2 separate regions of the Mus musculus genome follow, and region 2 is linked to region 1. Evidence: chromatin contacts called from public Hi-C data. All regions are on one chromosome and are shown on one strand. The core of a region is the stretch at or near the end of the contact, and the rest is flanking DNA. Distances in the headings are between cores, read along the strand shown.

Evidence for each region. A called contact is a pair of places that touch in the nucleus more often than the background predicts.
Region 2: a Hi-C map of the N1E-115 cell line shows a contact between it and region 1, with 2.8 times the contacts expected there. The contact joins two enhancer-like sites. A contact is called at or near these places in 2 of 484 Hi-C or Micro-C datasets (the N1E-115 cell line and nephron progenitors) and 1 of 9 other capture datasets (embryonic stem cells).

The regions. Positions count from the first base shown.
Region 1 is chr13:104,514,029-104,521,364 of GRCm38.p6, forward strand. No RefSeq gene overlaps it. Among named protein-coding and RNA genes, the nearest start is that of Adamts6, 230 kb to the left of the region's middle. Within about 2 kb of position 4,518, at least 215 of the 459 cell types and tissues checked have an H3K27ac peak or open chromatin away from gene starts, as enhancers often do. A contact at or near this core is called in the N1E-115 cell line, where this site is marked.
Region 2 is chr13:104,737,740-104,744,915 of GRCm38.p6, forward strand. All of the region lies in intron 10 of Cwc27 (CWC27 spliceosome-associated protein), which reads right to left. Among named protein-coding and RNA genes, the nearest start is that of Cwc27, 76 kb to the right of the region's middle. Within about 2 kb of position 5,287, at least 25 of the 459 cell types and tissues checked have an H3K27ac peak or open chromatin away from gene starts, as enhancers often do. A contact at or near this core is called in the N1E-115 cell line, where this site is marked.

The sequences.
Region 1 (7,336 bases), core at 3,268-5,767:
GTGCAACATCTGGTTCCAGCCTTGTGAGAGATGACTCTTCCACTGATGTCCCATGAGACCCTCCTGACCTTTATGTCACCCTCTTCTTCACTCCACTGAGCTTATTCTTGTATGAAATTCCAATTCTATTTACTCATCAAGAACCCTTGAGGTCAAATGAAGAAGCCTAGACATTTTTTTTCATGATGTGTGGAGACACTGCCTAACCAGTGAGGCAGAAGTTCTTCAACCACACTTACAGAACTCAGTGATCGACACCTGGTATGTAATGACCACTCCAGTAAATCATCAGATGGGTTTTGGCTTATTTTCTGTTGAGAATCCAGCTAGGTTTTCTATACTACTCATAAACCTCAAATCTTCCTGCCCCAACCTTTCAAGTGGCTACAGGCATGGGTATCACCACTTTTACCTAGTAAGTGGTTCTTGAATTAAAAATTCAATCTTAGACTTAAGTCATTTGTGAGATACCACTCTGTAGCCCCATAAGAGAATAAAGAATCCTGAGAGAGAGAGAGAGAAAAAAACTTGTTATCTCTCACAATTCTTCCAGAAACAACTGATCTATTATGTAGTACATTTTTCATCTACATAGTATGCTTTTCAGATTATATGTATATATAATATAATAGTGCTTAAATGGTACCAAAAGTCACTTTTAATGTACTCTCCTTATAACATATGAGGATTAGAGATAGACATAATACACTCCCAAGTACCTTAATAACAAATATGCAAACACACGATGAAAAATACTGGTGTGGACATCTATATATTTCCTTTCAAGTAGCACAACGTTTCTCAACTCTTCCTATTGTCTTGTATTTGGACACTGTTAAGAGGAAGAGAGTAAGGACACAGATGAACTAGAGTATTAGCACATTAAAACACTGTGGCAAGGATACATCATTAAAAATTGACATCTTTGACCAGATAATAAGTGGCCCAGTAATGCCACTACAGTCTGGCATCCACCCCTAAATTGGTGTTGATATTAGACCCCTCATGTGATGGTTTGAAAGTATGGGAGTTATGGGAGATGATTAGGTCTTGAGGATTGAGCCCTCATGAACACTAGAGTGCCCTACAGAAGGGGCTCTGTAGAAACACAGAAAAGGAAAAAGATTGTAACTAGGATACTGGTTAGTGCTCATAAGACATGGTTGTTGATGCTTTGACTTTGGGTTGCTAAGGACCACAAGTAGTAACTTCCTGTCGATCATTAGCAACCCAGGTTACAGTTCTCATCTCTACAACACTCATTCTGTATGGTTTCTCCCCCTACTGATAACAGAGCTAGACAATGGGTCCATGGCCCTAGAGGCCCAGGCTGCCATGAGCTTCAGCATGTCCTCTTTTGTAGGACAGCTAAATTATCTCTTATGTAAAATTCTTTGGACTCACTGGGTTTCAGATATTGAATTTTTCAGAGTTTGGAATATCTGTCTAGACTTTAAAATCTATAATGGTCTAGAACCCCAAACTTTTTAGATGTCATACCAACATGTTTTAGATTTGGGAGTGTTTGATTTGGATTGGATTGGATTAGATTTAGCCTTTTGTTTGTTTGTTTGTATGGTTGATTTTTTAGACAGAGGCTCCAGTAGATCAAGTTCATCTTGGAATCACCAAGTTGTGGAGGGGGAACTTGAATTACTATTGTTAGAGGAGTGGGCACAATTCTTGGACTGGGGAATCATATCCAGGACTTCATGAGTGATAAGCAAGCAATTAACCAATTGAACCACATCTCCAGGTTCAATTTCAGAGCATCTTTTATTTTCAATTTTCAGGTTAAGGATGATCAACTTAATATGAATTGCAAAGTTTCCTTTTTGTTGACATGTTGGATTCCTGTTGCAAGTAATACCAAGAGTCTGCCCCGGGACCTGCATGAGGCAGAGCATCATCAAACAGTTCATCTTCTTCAGGAGACAGTTCCACAGGAAGACAAAAAGCAGTAAGTAGAGGATAGTCTATAAACTGCTTTCACTGTAATTCTCTCTTGCCCCAGGGCAGGGGGCAGCCCGACCATGCAGAGTCTGAGAAGTTTCTTTGAAGCCCAGGACAGGATAGGTCCCTATGGCACGTGGTCTTAAAGTTGCACTGCATCAATTATAGAACTCTTAACAATACAGCAACCCCCTGAAAAAGTGAGACATGGGAAAATCAGCCCACACAAGATTTATAAGCTGAGCCTCTACAGGCTGTCCTGTAACCACTGCCATTTCTTGGGGTTGTGGCTGCTTTGGCATCCATCTTTGCTCTTGACTCTTGGTGGCCAGCATCAAAGTCTCTTGGCTGGTGGCAGGCAGTGCTTCCTGTCTCCCAAAATAACCAGAGGTCAGAGGTCATAGTTACCACCACCCAACAACGCTCGCCTGCTGCTGGAGCCACTGAGCAGACGGAAGCAGTGGAGGAATTGAAGACTGGCCGTGTGATTTTTGTTTTGTTTTGATTTGTTTTAATAGAGTAAGGTCCCTTACAGAGAGAGAGAGTGACCAGACAGAATTGTATTCTATATTCCTGAAGAGAGAGAAAGAGAAAGCAACTTAGCAGTCATTTAGTTATGATTTAATATTAACAAGCTCCAAACTTTCAAACCCCCTTCAACAGAGCCTTTCACCTTCCAAGTGACTTCAGCTGCTTCAACACAACCCCCTCTATGTCTGGGGCATCAATTTGATTTACAGAGCATTTCAAAATATTTATATATTTTTTAGGGTTTCCATCACAGCCTCAGCCAGTAACCTGCTGTGTTTGAAAATGTCTGGGCAGTAATTGTCATTGTTTGCAACAGCTATTTTGGAGTCTGGAGAGTACTGTGGCATTTTGTAGAATCTAGGAATGCAATTACCAACGTTGTATACACGATCCAAGTGGCTTTCTGGCTTCAGAAGCTCCACCCCAGGGGAGAAGGGACAACAGCAAAACGTTTGTTTAATTTTTCTCTTGTAGTCGGTCAGTGATAGGTGGATTATATTAAGGCCAATTTGGCAGGAAGATTATTAGGGTAACAATTCCTTATAAGTACAAAACAATGTTGAATTAAACAAGGAAGAAAAATATGACCAGGGTGAAAAGCTCTTCTGACCCAGGGTCATATCTAAGTGTCTGGGGAAGAAATCAGATACCATAGGGACGTCTGGGTCCTGGAGTGAGTCATCCTTCATGATGCAAGGGATTGTTTTGTACCAGTTAAAAGAAAGAGCTACAGTGCCACTTAAAAATGACCTGTTAACAGTTAGGGGCTTTGTGTTTGAAGGGGGGGGGGGGAGACAAACCCCTATTGAGTAGGCCATTTTGGACCGTGTAGGTCAGTGCGCAGGTTCCCACTTGTCGTAGGGGATTGAGGTGTCTTAGATCTTATCAAGTTTTGAGGGGATAGGGTTACTCCCAAATGATTTCTTCTCTTCAGTTTTATTTATGTAATTTTTTTCCCCTTTTAGATGTTATCTGCAGACTGCAATGCTAGCTAGCACCCTTTCCTAGTGAGAAACAGAGTCTGGAAACAGAATCTCTTGACTTCCAGGTGGGCAAATGATTTGAGTAACTCCGAAGCTCGAAATAAGGATTTGTTAAGAAAGATCTTAAAACTTAAAACCATAACCTGCCCATGGTTGGGTATACCTTAGAGGTAAAACACGATTTCAGCAAACAGGAGCCCCTAGAGTCCACCCCAATCAATAAAAGGAAAGAAAAGGGCTGGAGAGATGGGTCAGGGGCTAAAAGCACTGGTTGCTCACCCTGAGTTCAATTCCCAGCAACCACACGGTGGCCCGCAACCATCTGTAATAGGATCTGGTGCCCTCTTCTGGTGTGTCTGAAGACAGTAACAGGGCACTCATACATAAAATAAATAAAAATAAAATCTTTAAAGGAAGAAAGGGAGATCACTAGTTTGCGAGTAACCGCTCCCGCCCCCCCAAGGCTTTGTATGTCTTCATTCCCGTGCCTGTGGGGTGTTGGGAATCTAACGCCCAGGAAAACAGAGCCCTCTGAGCTTTAGCACTGTATGGGTAACTTGCTCCCAGCCACATCTGTCCTTTGATGTGAAGTTTTGTTTTACAGCTGGCTTTTAGACAGCCAAGAGGTCTCAGGTCAACTACAATGAAGCGCCCTAGCTAGGGTCCTCGGTAGGTTATTGAGGTCCATGACTTCCGGGCCAAAGAAACCCGACCCTGGCATTCCTGGGCTCCTGCGTGGCTGGGACCTTTTTCTAGTTTATTTCTCCGACCAGCTTCTTCACCCCTGCATGGAATCACACTCAGGACAGACGCCTCCACCCCACCCTATCCCTTCCACCCCCATGAAACCCCCCGTTTGTCCTGAAGCTCCGCTGCAAGGGGCCCGCCAGGCTCCCCCAGACATCTATGACAACAGCAGACGCCGCGCCAGGAGCACACACGAGCTGTCTCCAAGCCGGATCCTTGCCAGCGACTCGGTGGGGGGAAGAGCTGCCTGGAGAAGGCTAATCATTCCCAGTCAGGCTGGCTGCAGCCCACTGCGGCTGCGCGGAGGCAGCTGTGGGCCCATTGTTCACGCAAGCAGTGGCCCAGGGCTTAGGGAGGACTCCAGGCCCAGACTCGGTGCTCAGAAGTGGTCAGAATTATGGAATTTAAACTGTCCACCACTTAAAGGAGTGGCCTCATGTCCAGTATCTTGATAAATCACCCAGAAAGCTGCAGCGGGAAGCGATGATCTTCAGGGAGGATCTTGATGGTTTTTTCTTTTCAGATTATGCACATGACCAAGATAAAATACCTTTCAGAGTCTCATTTACATAAATTACATGGCTCTGAAATGCCAATTTCGTATCCCGACAGGTCTGTCTTTCAGCCAAGGGAGCTTTTACATGTGAGTTTCACTAGGTAACTCCACCCTCTTTCATCTATACTTAGTTACACTGGTTTGTCTTTTATTACTGTAAGCATGGCTTTGGAGTCCAGGAAATGAAAGCATTGGTATTTTGGTTCATTTATTCATTCACTTTAAAAGGAGACCAATACTTTTGTGATGTAAAGATGTTTCCGGGGCAGCAATGGCAGCTTTTGCCGGAAGAGCGGATTTAACAATAAATTCATTATTCTTGCAGAATTTTTCTGGTGCCAGGAAAGCAACGTGAGTGGAGCCTCACAGGCTGGGATGGGGGTGGGAGGCTCCGAGCCCATGGGAATTCAACCAGCAGAAAGGACTTCAGACCCTCCTGGGTTCACTGCAATCAAGCGAAAATAACTCCCACCACAAAATAGCAAGTTAACTGCTTCTCAAGTGTAGATAGCCGGAGATTGGAAAAGGGATGAGTTCACAGTTGGTATCCCGTCTAAACTGCACCCCCACAGTTCCTGGCAACAACCAGGTAGGCTTGGTCCACTATAAAGGGGGCTGCTTGGTGACTAATTTAACCCTCAAGTTCTGTCTCCTCCATTTGCGGTCACGTGGTGGAGGTGAAAGTCCCAACTTATCTCGCCTCCTTCTGGCGGTCAGTTCCACCAGAAAGTGTCCCAGAACTGCCAATCACCAGCACCTTATTAGCATACGAAAGACTTTATCTCGGCAAAGGTTGGGAGGAATTTAGGAGTAAGCCCAAGTCACAGTGATAAATACAAAGACAACAGACTCAAAATACAAACAGGACAGTAGAAACACCAAAGAGAATTTTAGGTAGATACTTGTAAGTTGTACCTTAAAGTAAGTACAGGTGGAGCTTGTAAGGCTTGATATCATACACAAAAATTGTAATGGAGTTTGAGATGAGAACTGGGTCCAGGATGATAATTATGTAGTTTGGATCATTGAACATGGGGGGGGGGGGGTGTCCCTCGATTCAAGGAACACCTGGAATATTCGATTATTTTAATAAGAGTCTCTGAGCTACCCTGGTTTCTACCTTTTTAATTTCAAGACCCTGTAGTTCTTCAGTGGACCACAGATGCATATAAATAACTTTAGTCAAAGTAATACCCAAATCATGGGATGTGGTGTTGAGACAATCCTGTCTCTCATAAGTGAAAGCTTCTGACTTGTGGGTGTTATGACCAGTAGAGTTTATGCCAAAGTCCGTGGCTGCAAACTTTTTGCCATGTAGTAGGTCCCTGGTTTACTGCAATGTTACGGATTTCCATGCTATCAGAGTGAATATTTCCATAGGTGATAGTTTGGTCAGGTAGAGCTCTGCAGAAATGAAATACAAAGTTAAACCTGAGAAGGCTAGGCTGACTCCATGACAGGCTTCAGATTGGCAGTTCAGGAGACGAGGCCTACATCCTTGTTTCCAAGAACTGGGCAAGTCCAGGCAAGTCCAGGCCTCAGAAGCTGCCCTGCCACCTGGTCTGAGGCACGGACAATTGGGTCAACAGTAGTTTCCAGACCTCTCCAGCAACAGTTTCTAGCCCCCACACCCAGGTAATGGTTCTGGAATGTCCCTAGAGATGAAGCAAGATAATGTGCTTCCCCTAATGTGCTTTAAGTCTGGCCTGCGAGTTCACTTGCTTATCTCTCTATCTTGGTAATGTGAGACCCTAACATGCTGAACTTCTGCAGAATAAAACACTCTTTGTGTTTACACACTATTTGAGACCAGGGTATCATTCTTCAGGGAATCGTGAACTCCTACCACTCAGACCATGTATTTATCTCAGAGTGAATCATCAGCCCTTCCACAGTGGAAGGCACTCAGAGTAGTCAAGCAAGTGACTCACAGGTCAGCTTGAGGGATGAGAACGTATCCAAGTCTGTTGCTGGCAGGTTGGATATGCAGCAGTATAGAGACCCTGAGTATTTATCTATTGTCATGTCAATTCATGGACTTCACCTCTGCTCCTGAGGGCACTTTGCTCATTGTCACTGTGGTAAGCGATGACAAATGTTGGGTGCTACATCTCTTCTTTACACTTCCATCTATGTGCTCTAACTGGTTTTCTTGTTGTTGTGACAAAAATACCTGGAAAAAAAAAGCAATTTAAGGGAGAAAACACGTGTTCTGGCTTACAGTTTGAAGGGATACCTTCCATCATTGTAGAGAAGGCATGGTGGCAGGTGCAAGAGACCAGCTGGTGACATTGTGCCTACAGGCAGGAAGAAGGGAGCAAAGAATGCTGGTACATAGCTAGGTTTCTCCTTTTTATGCAATCCAGGGCCCAAGCCCAAGGAATGGTAAAGTCCACCATTGGGGTGTGTCTTTGCATTTCAATTAAACTAATCTAGATCATCCCTTGTAGACACACCCAGAAGATTGTCTCATTAGTAATTCTAAATCATCTCAGGTAGACAATAAAGTTAACAGCCCCAGGCCCAAAATCCATTGTCCCTTAATCTTAATCTTCCTTCTCTTGGG
Region 2 (7,176 bases), core at 4,037-6,536, 220 kb after region 1:
GGCCTGCAGTCAGGTAAACTTTGAGACAAATTTTTGACTTGACTACATTTTTAACACCAGACACCCCACTATTCCCTGTCATCCCCCAAACTGTCAGATCTAAAATGGAATAATGTTTACCGTTAGATAACAGTTAGAGGAAAGACTTTTTCCCACTTCTCAAATACTTACTAAAGGATGCTAAGATTTAACAACCAAGAAAGTGCTCAGTTTTAATTTTTGAATAGTGAATTCTCCCATTATGATTTCTCTGTCTTATTTGAGAGGTAGCTCTATAGTTACTGCACCTTGAACTCTGGCTTAAGGAAGGTCCTGCGAGAATAAAAAAGCATGTAACAGTGTATAGTTGGGAAAGAAGTTTTGACAAAGGATAATTTGGAAATCCTTTCCAAAGGGACATTCCTGGCCACGAACATGGCCAGAATGGAAACACTCTTCATCTCTCTACTTGATTTATTCAGGCGGACTCACTTCCATGGGGTGTGAGCTCACCAATCCTGGCTGGTCTACCTGGCCAACTTGCTCTGGGAATCAGTCACCTGTCTCTGTCTCCTGGGTGCTGGGATTACAGATGGCCACCATAGCTGCCCACCTTGTACTTGGGTTCTGAGATTCCTCACCCTTGCATGCAAATGCTTATACACTGAGCCATCTTTCCAGTCCACTAGACATATTAATGGAAAAAGCTGAAGTCGTTTGTAAAAGAAAATCTAACAAGCTAAATTTACTACAGAATCTTGAAGAAGTTACTCAGTATGTAGTTAGTGCTTAATAAACACAAGCACAAACCAGAAACAGTATGAGTAGACTAATCCTGGAACTACTGAAGGAAAATGTAGAGACATAAGAACAGGGAGATTTTGTGAAAATAAAAATACATTCCAAACATAGCACACATAATAAAACCAGAGAACACAACATTAGACAAAACAACGTACACATAAAAAAGATGAAGTCATATCGTGAGGTCTATATTCACTGGAAATAGTAACCTTTAGAAATGACTGAAGATTTTCCATTTCTCCCAGAGTTCTTTACTGACACTAAAATGCTTTTCACATTATGTAAAAGAATGAATGTGTGGACAAACATTTTGAAACACAGCACACCTGGGATGGGCTAAGTAAGGGAAAAGGATGAGGTGGAATTTTATTTTGTTTAATTTTTGCTGACCACCTGGTCTTTTATCAGCATGGATTAAAATTATACAAAATGGCTTATAAAAGACCACAAAGCTCAACAGCTGTGCAAAGTGACTGACTTACTTGTGTGTAGGAAATCCTCTTAAATCACCAAGACTCTACATTTTAAATTTGGTGATGTTGGTCCTCCCCTTCTCTCAATGGAGGAACAAACACGGAGCCCCTCATTTGCCTGAAAGCCAGTTTTAGGTGTGGTAAGCAGCAAGGTATGCGCTTCTTCTGAGCTGCCCAGGAACATGGTCAAACCCAAGTCTGCTTCAGGTCTGTTATCAAATACATCTCTATGCAAGCCTTCCTGATGATCACTACACAGTGATAACGAGGAGGAAGAGGGTGATATTTACTTTGTTTTGTGTTTCTAGTCTCACGTTCACTACTTTGGGTAGGTAGGAGTTTTCCAGTCTGTACTGCCCTTGTGTGCTGTTCTTCATCTGATAGTGACAACTGTCTAAGTTGTCAACATCTAACTGGAAGGCTTGGTCTCTCCCAGTTCATCTGCCTCTCTGAATTATGGCCACCACACAGATCTGTGACTTTGTATGCAAACCAGAACATGGCCACTTTTTAATCAAATCTTTATCAGGTTTAATTTCACATCTTTGCTCTTGCACCCCTTAATTCTCAAAGTCCAAACTACATGGTTCTTCGTGGTCTCCCCTTTATCCTCATCTCGACTTCTTGCTTCATCCTTCATATGTAGTCTATGCATTTATTTTTTTTTAAATTTTATTTCATGTCTGTATGTGCCTCATATGTGTGCAGTGCCCTAGGAGGCCAGAAAAGGTGTTGGGTTGGCAGTTTTGAGCCACCTGACCTGGGTGCTGGGAACTGAACTCAGGTCTTTTATAAGAGCTATCTCTCCAGACCCTACCGCACATATTTAAAACCCACACTAGTGCCTGGAACCTATCACAATCATGGTGCCTAAGGCCCTCCTCCCAGCACTCCTCTTTCTCCACAGCTCAGACACGCCACTCTTTAATCTTGACTTCTTGAGCATGTTCTCCACAAAAATTTCTCTCAACTCCAGTATGGTACCCAAGGCCCTTCATTAGCCCTGTTGTGTCATATTTCAATGTTGGTTCACTGTTTTGGTATGGCTTGCAGTCAAACAGAACTGCTATTTCACTTTGCAACTCAAACAACAGAAGAAGAGCTGACAATGCTGAGTACTCAATGACTATGCCACACTGACTAAGCAGTTGTATTTAGCTAAATGTAATTATTGTTTTAGATCATTCAGTGTTTTGATTTTCATTATTAAGTAGATTTTCTAAAAATTACACTTAACACTACATACACACACACACACACACACACACACACACACACACACAAACACACACACACACACTTAACACTATATATAAATAGCTTGGTTCCCTTAACTTCTAGTAATACATATCAATAATAAGTTCCAGATATTGATCCTAATAATTCTAAAGTGTTCAAGAATCTGCACATACTAAGGGTGCACGGAGTGTACAATACTGTGTACAATGAGAAGTTTCCAATAATTAGGCCATACCTTAGACATAATATAAGAAAACCAGAGTGTTATTCCATTTATATGATTCATTTATCCACATACATATATTATATGTGCCTACACACAAAAACAAAAATAAAGGTATCAAAATGAAACCAGTGGTTAGCTCTGCAGAATGTAATATATGACTTAATGATTTTATAAATTATAAAGTCTGATGACAAAGATAAACTCGCTTTTGTTTGGAAAGAAGTTTTTGGTGGGAATATTTTAGTTCTCACAATGCATTCCTTCTGTACCCTTCTCTAGGGTTAAAATACTTGATGCAACTAGAAAAAAAATTTACTCAACTAAAAACATTCTGGTATTCAAGACACTTAATGACTGTATATTTAATTTCTACCATGGTTTCACTATCTATCACATATTTTTCAAATAAATTCATTAAGTCAAGAACAGAACAAAAGATGTAACATGCCTCACTCATAGAATAAATGAATTTTATCATACAGTATGTTCTGATTTGTACTAAGTAACAAGTCTATAACTACAGTGTACAGAGGCTTTCAGTGTAGGTCTCTAAGATTTCCATTGAAGGTCTACTAGCCACCACCTTAGAAACGGGCTGTATGATTGATAAAACTACCGGTCCAGACCAGCTGAAAGAAAGGGAGGGAGGGAAAAGAATAAGAATGCTCCAGTTTTAGTGGAAACATTTTGGAATTGACTGACCCATGCCTGGGATGCCTCAGCTTCTGCATGAGTCAACGAAGCCAGTATGTACTAAGCTACTAAGAGGGTAATTTTGGAGATTTAATATAAACTTGTACCTCTATTTTACTTTTAAAATTGTCCTTCCTGATAGCCATGGGGAGGAGACAGAGGAGAGAAAAGGTAGAAATAGGGGAGAGGAGAAGAGGAATTCATATAATTATGTCTTCCAAGAATAAACAACAAAACCATAAACCTAGAAAAAAAAAAGGAAGAGGGAGAAGAGAAGGAAGAGGAAGAGGAGGAAACAAATTAAACCTGCTTTTCTTCTTTTCTAATGCTATACAGACACACTGTAAATAATGTGGCAGTTTGTGGACACAGCAGGCTCTAGGGCACCTGTAGAGCCCATCATTTTGAACTGTCTGACTTTTATAAAAACACTAACTTACACTTAAATCTTTGCTCTAAATGAATTTTCAGATTGTTTCCAAAAAGCTGAAGGGGCTTAGCTGAGACAAGCTGTAACCTCAGTGGCCTTACAGAAGGGCTGACTCATGCCAAGGTTGCTGCAGGCTCTGGGTCTTCTTTTCCATGATAGACAACCTGGCCCTGGTCTTCCCACTCCTCTACTACCTGGCAGACAGGCAGCATCCAAACCTTGTCTGACCTGCTAGAACAGCCCTCCCCCCCCTGCCCCCCCCAGAGAATGAGGACAAGAAGGGCCAGGAAAAGCACTTTGGAAACTACTTGCACCTAATAAAACATATTTTAATTTAACTAATGTGAAATCCAAAGTGAATTCCATCAGTCTAAATGGGAAAGATGCTTTATTTATATTTATTTATATGAGCTCTTAATTTAGGCTTGATTCATGCCTCATGAATAAAACTACCAGTTTATAAAATACACTGCATATTGGTCTTCATGGGCCCTTACATATCTTTAATAGACCAGTAGGACATGTGGCAAGATTCAATATTTGTCTTAATTTTATGAATAAACAAACTTTTATAGAAAAAGTTCAATAAAATTATAATCAACGAAGTAATATAATTAGAATTCCATGTCTGCTTTTTTATTCCTCTAGTCCAAAATTTCTCCTAAGAACTGTGCTAAGCATATCATATAAACTTATGACATTGACAGCCATATCAAAATCTAAAATGATGAGGCTGGGGAGATAGCTCAGTGGGTAAGAGCACTTGGAGTAAAAGCAGAAGTCCCTGAGTTCAAATCCCTAGCACCCATTTAAGAGCAGCCATGACCATGTAGACCCACCACTGGGAGGCAGATATACACAGATCCTGGGAGTTCACTGGCCAGCAAGTCTTAGCTAAAACAGTGAACTTCAGGTTCAATGTGAGAACTTGTCTCAAAAATAACAATAGTAAAATAATAGTAACAATAATGATGTGGACAGTGATTAAGGGATACATGTGTGATGTTCTTGATCTGCATGTGTACAGGTGCACATATGTGCATACTCCAAGTATGCATACAAAACATATATCACATGATCTAGAGAGATGATACTTTACAGATATAGTGTGGATAATTAGAAACAATGGAGTACAGAAAGATAAATTGGTAAGAAATGGCTAATAAGTAACACATTAGATAGAAAAGCGTATACAATAACTAGAGTCACAAAGAATAGACCAGGTAGAATAAAACTAACACTTTTATACACATTACACTGTCAACGCTAAAACAAAAGCTATACTGAATATATATCACTAAAGACAGCATAGGAAAAAAATAGACAAAGGTGTATTTTTGGTTGATTATTCTTTAAATGGCATTTCTAAATGTTATAGCAAATACCAGAGCCACCTGGTGCTTTGCTAAAACTCATAATGCTGACTCCAGCTCCTCCTACAGCTCCTAATGCTGACTCAGCTCCTCCTACAGCTCCTAATGCTGACTCAGCTCCTCCTACAGCTTCAGAGTGAGGACTGAGACTCTCTCTCTAACGCGCACCCTGGAGAACCGGCGCAGACAGTCTGGTGACTTTGAGGACCCCTGGTTCAAAGAAATGTTACAGAAGTAATGCATAGTTTTATTAATATTCTTCTAGGTAAAAAACTGTACAAAGCACTACCAGAATTATTTAGCTACTTTACATTTGATCAAAATTCAATATATTGATAATTGGGCATACTAAAAATTTAGGAGACAACCAAGAAATGGGTTGGTCAAGCTTTTCTCTCAAAGTCATTATTAAACAAATTTAGATTCTCTGGGATTCAGAGGAATGGTCCTTCACTGCACATGTAACAGAAGGAGTTTTCAGATGGTTTTTCTAATACATAGGTTAAAGGGGATAGAAAGAATGTTTTGGGTGAGGAGGGCAGTCTTCTGCAGTTTCCATAACTTCATGAATTTTCATACTCTGTGGCTGCTTTGGGGTTGGTATTTTACTCAGCATTGAGAATGAATATGTGGCATATTTATAATAATAAATTAGTTCAAAAGGGCATGAAACTGGTAATTTGGTAATGAGTATTCAACGTAATGTAACGAACACACAAAAGCAGATCAACAAACACATTCTGGAGGCCTAGGAACACCCTTCCATTCTCCTCTTCTTTTATGGAGCCTATGCTCCATTTGCTGAGAGGAAGTCAGTTCTGCTACACCATGCAGTAAAGCCTGGGTCCAACTCTACACCTGAGGGCAAACGTACCAAGAAGTGCTAGAATATTATGGCTGAGATTGCACTCTCATGCTTCACTGGTCTGCAGAATACCTTCTTAACCATCAACTGCATATCTGTCAAAATGCTTCACTAGGCTTTCTTTGCTAGGACCATTGAGTTTGTGTATAAACTTAGACCCATGTCTTCTATGTGGTTCAAATTCTGATTGGCTTTACTCCCTCTGATGTTAGGAGCAAATTAATGATAAAATACTAATTGCCATCATTAAGATTTTATCTTCTTTCAACAGCCACACTAAAAGTATACCAATAATTTAGAAAAGCAGGCCTCTTAAAGTGTAAATTCACATTGCAAAAGTGCTTGTGAATTAAAGCTGCACAATGTATTTATAACAACTACAGTAACAATAGCAAAAGCAAATACTATGTATGCTTTCTCATCGGTAAGTTCTGTATACTTTGAAACCCCAGAGACAAGTCTGCACTGTAGTTCAAACCTCACTAGCTATGTGATACAGGGGAAGTTTGCACACTCCCCTGGGTTACTTCCTAATATGGAAGAAAGAGGAATGACCACAGGGAGGGGCTTTACACAAATCTTGACTTTAGTGTTATACAATTTGCCCCTTCTCTTCCTATCCATGCCATGTAGTGAGCAATCAAAGGCATAGGTTCTCTATGGAATACTTCATTCACGTGTGAAATTCAATCTCTTCAATACATAGGAAACAATCCCAAATATTAGTCCACAAACAAACCTAAATATACTTAGAAGGGTTAAAAATCAAACAATGTATGTTCTAAGACAACAAGAAATGAGATTTGAAACTAAGAACAATGAAATATTTGACAAATTTGTAAGTAGTGGAAAATAATATTCCTAAATAACCAACAGGTTAAAGAAGTCACAGGGAAGTCAAAATACTTTGAGTAGAGTGAAATGAAAATAAACAGATTCAAATTCTTCATAGAATACACCTAAAGCAAGGCTTTGGAGGGAAATTCCCAATTTTAAGTTGGTGCCTACATTAATAGTCTTCATAATAAAACAATCGACCCAAGGAGACTGAAAAGTACTCTGCATACCTTTGATATACTATAAGCCTTAGGTAA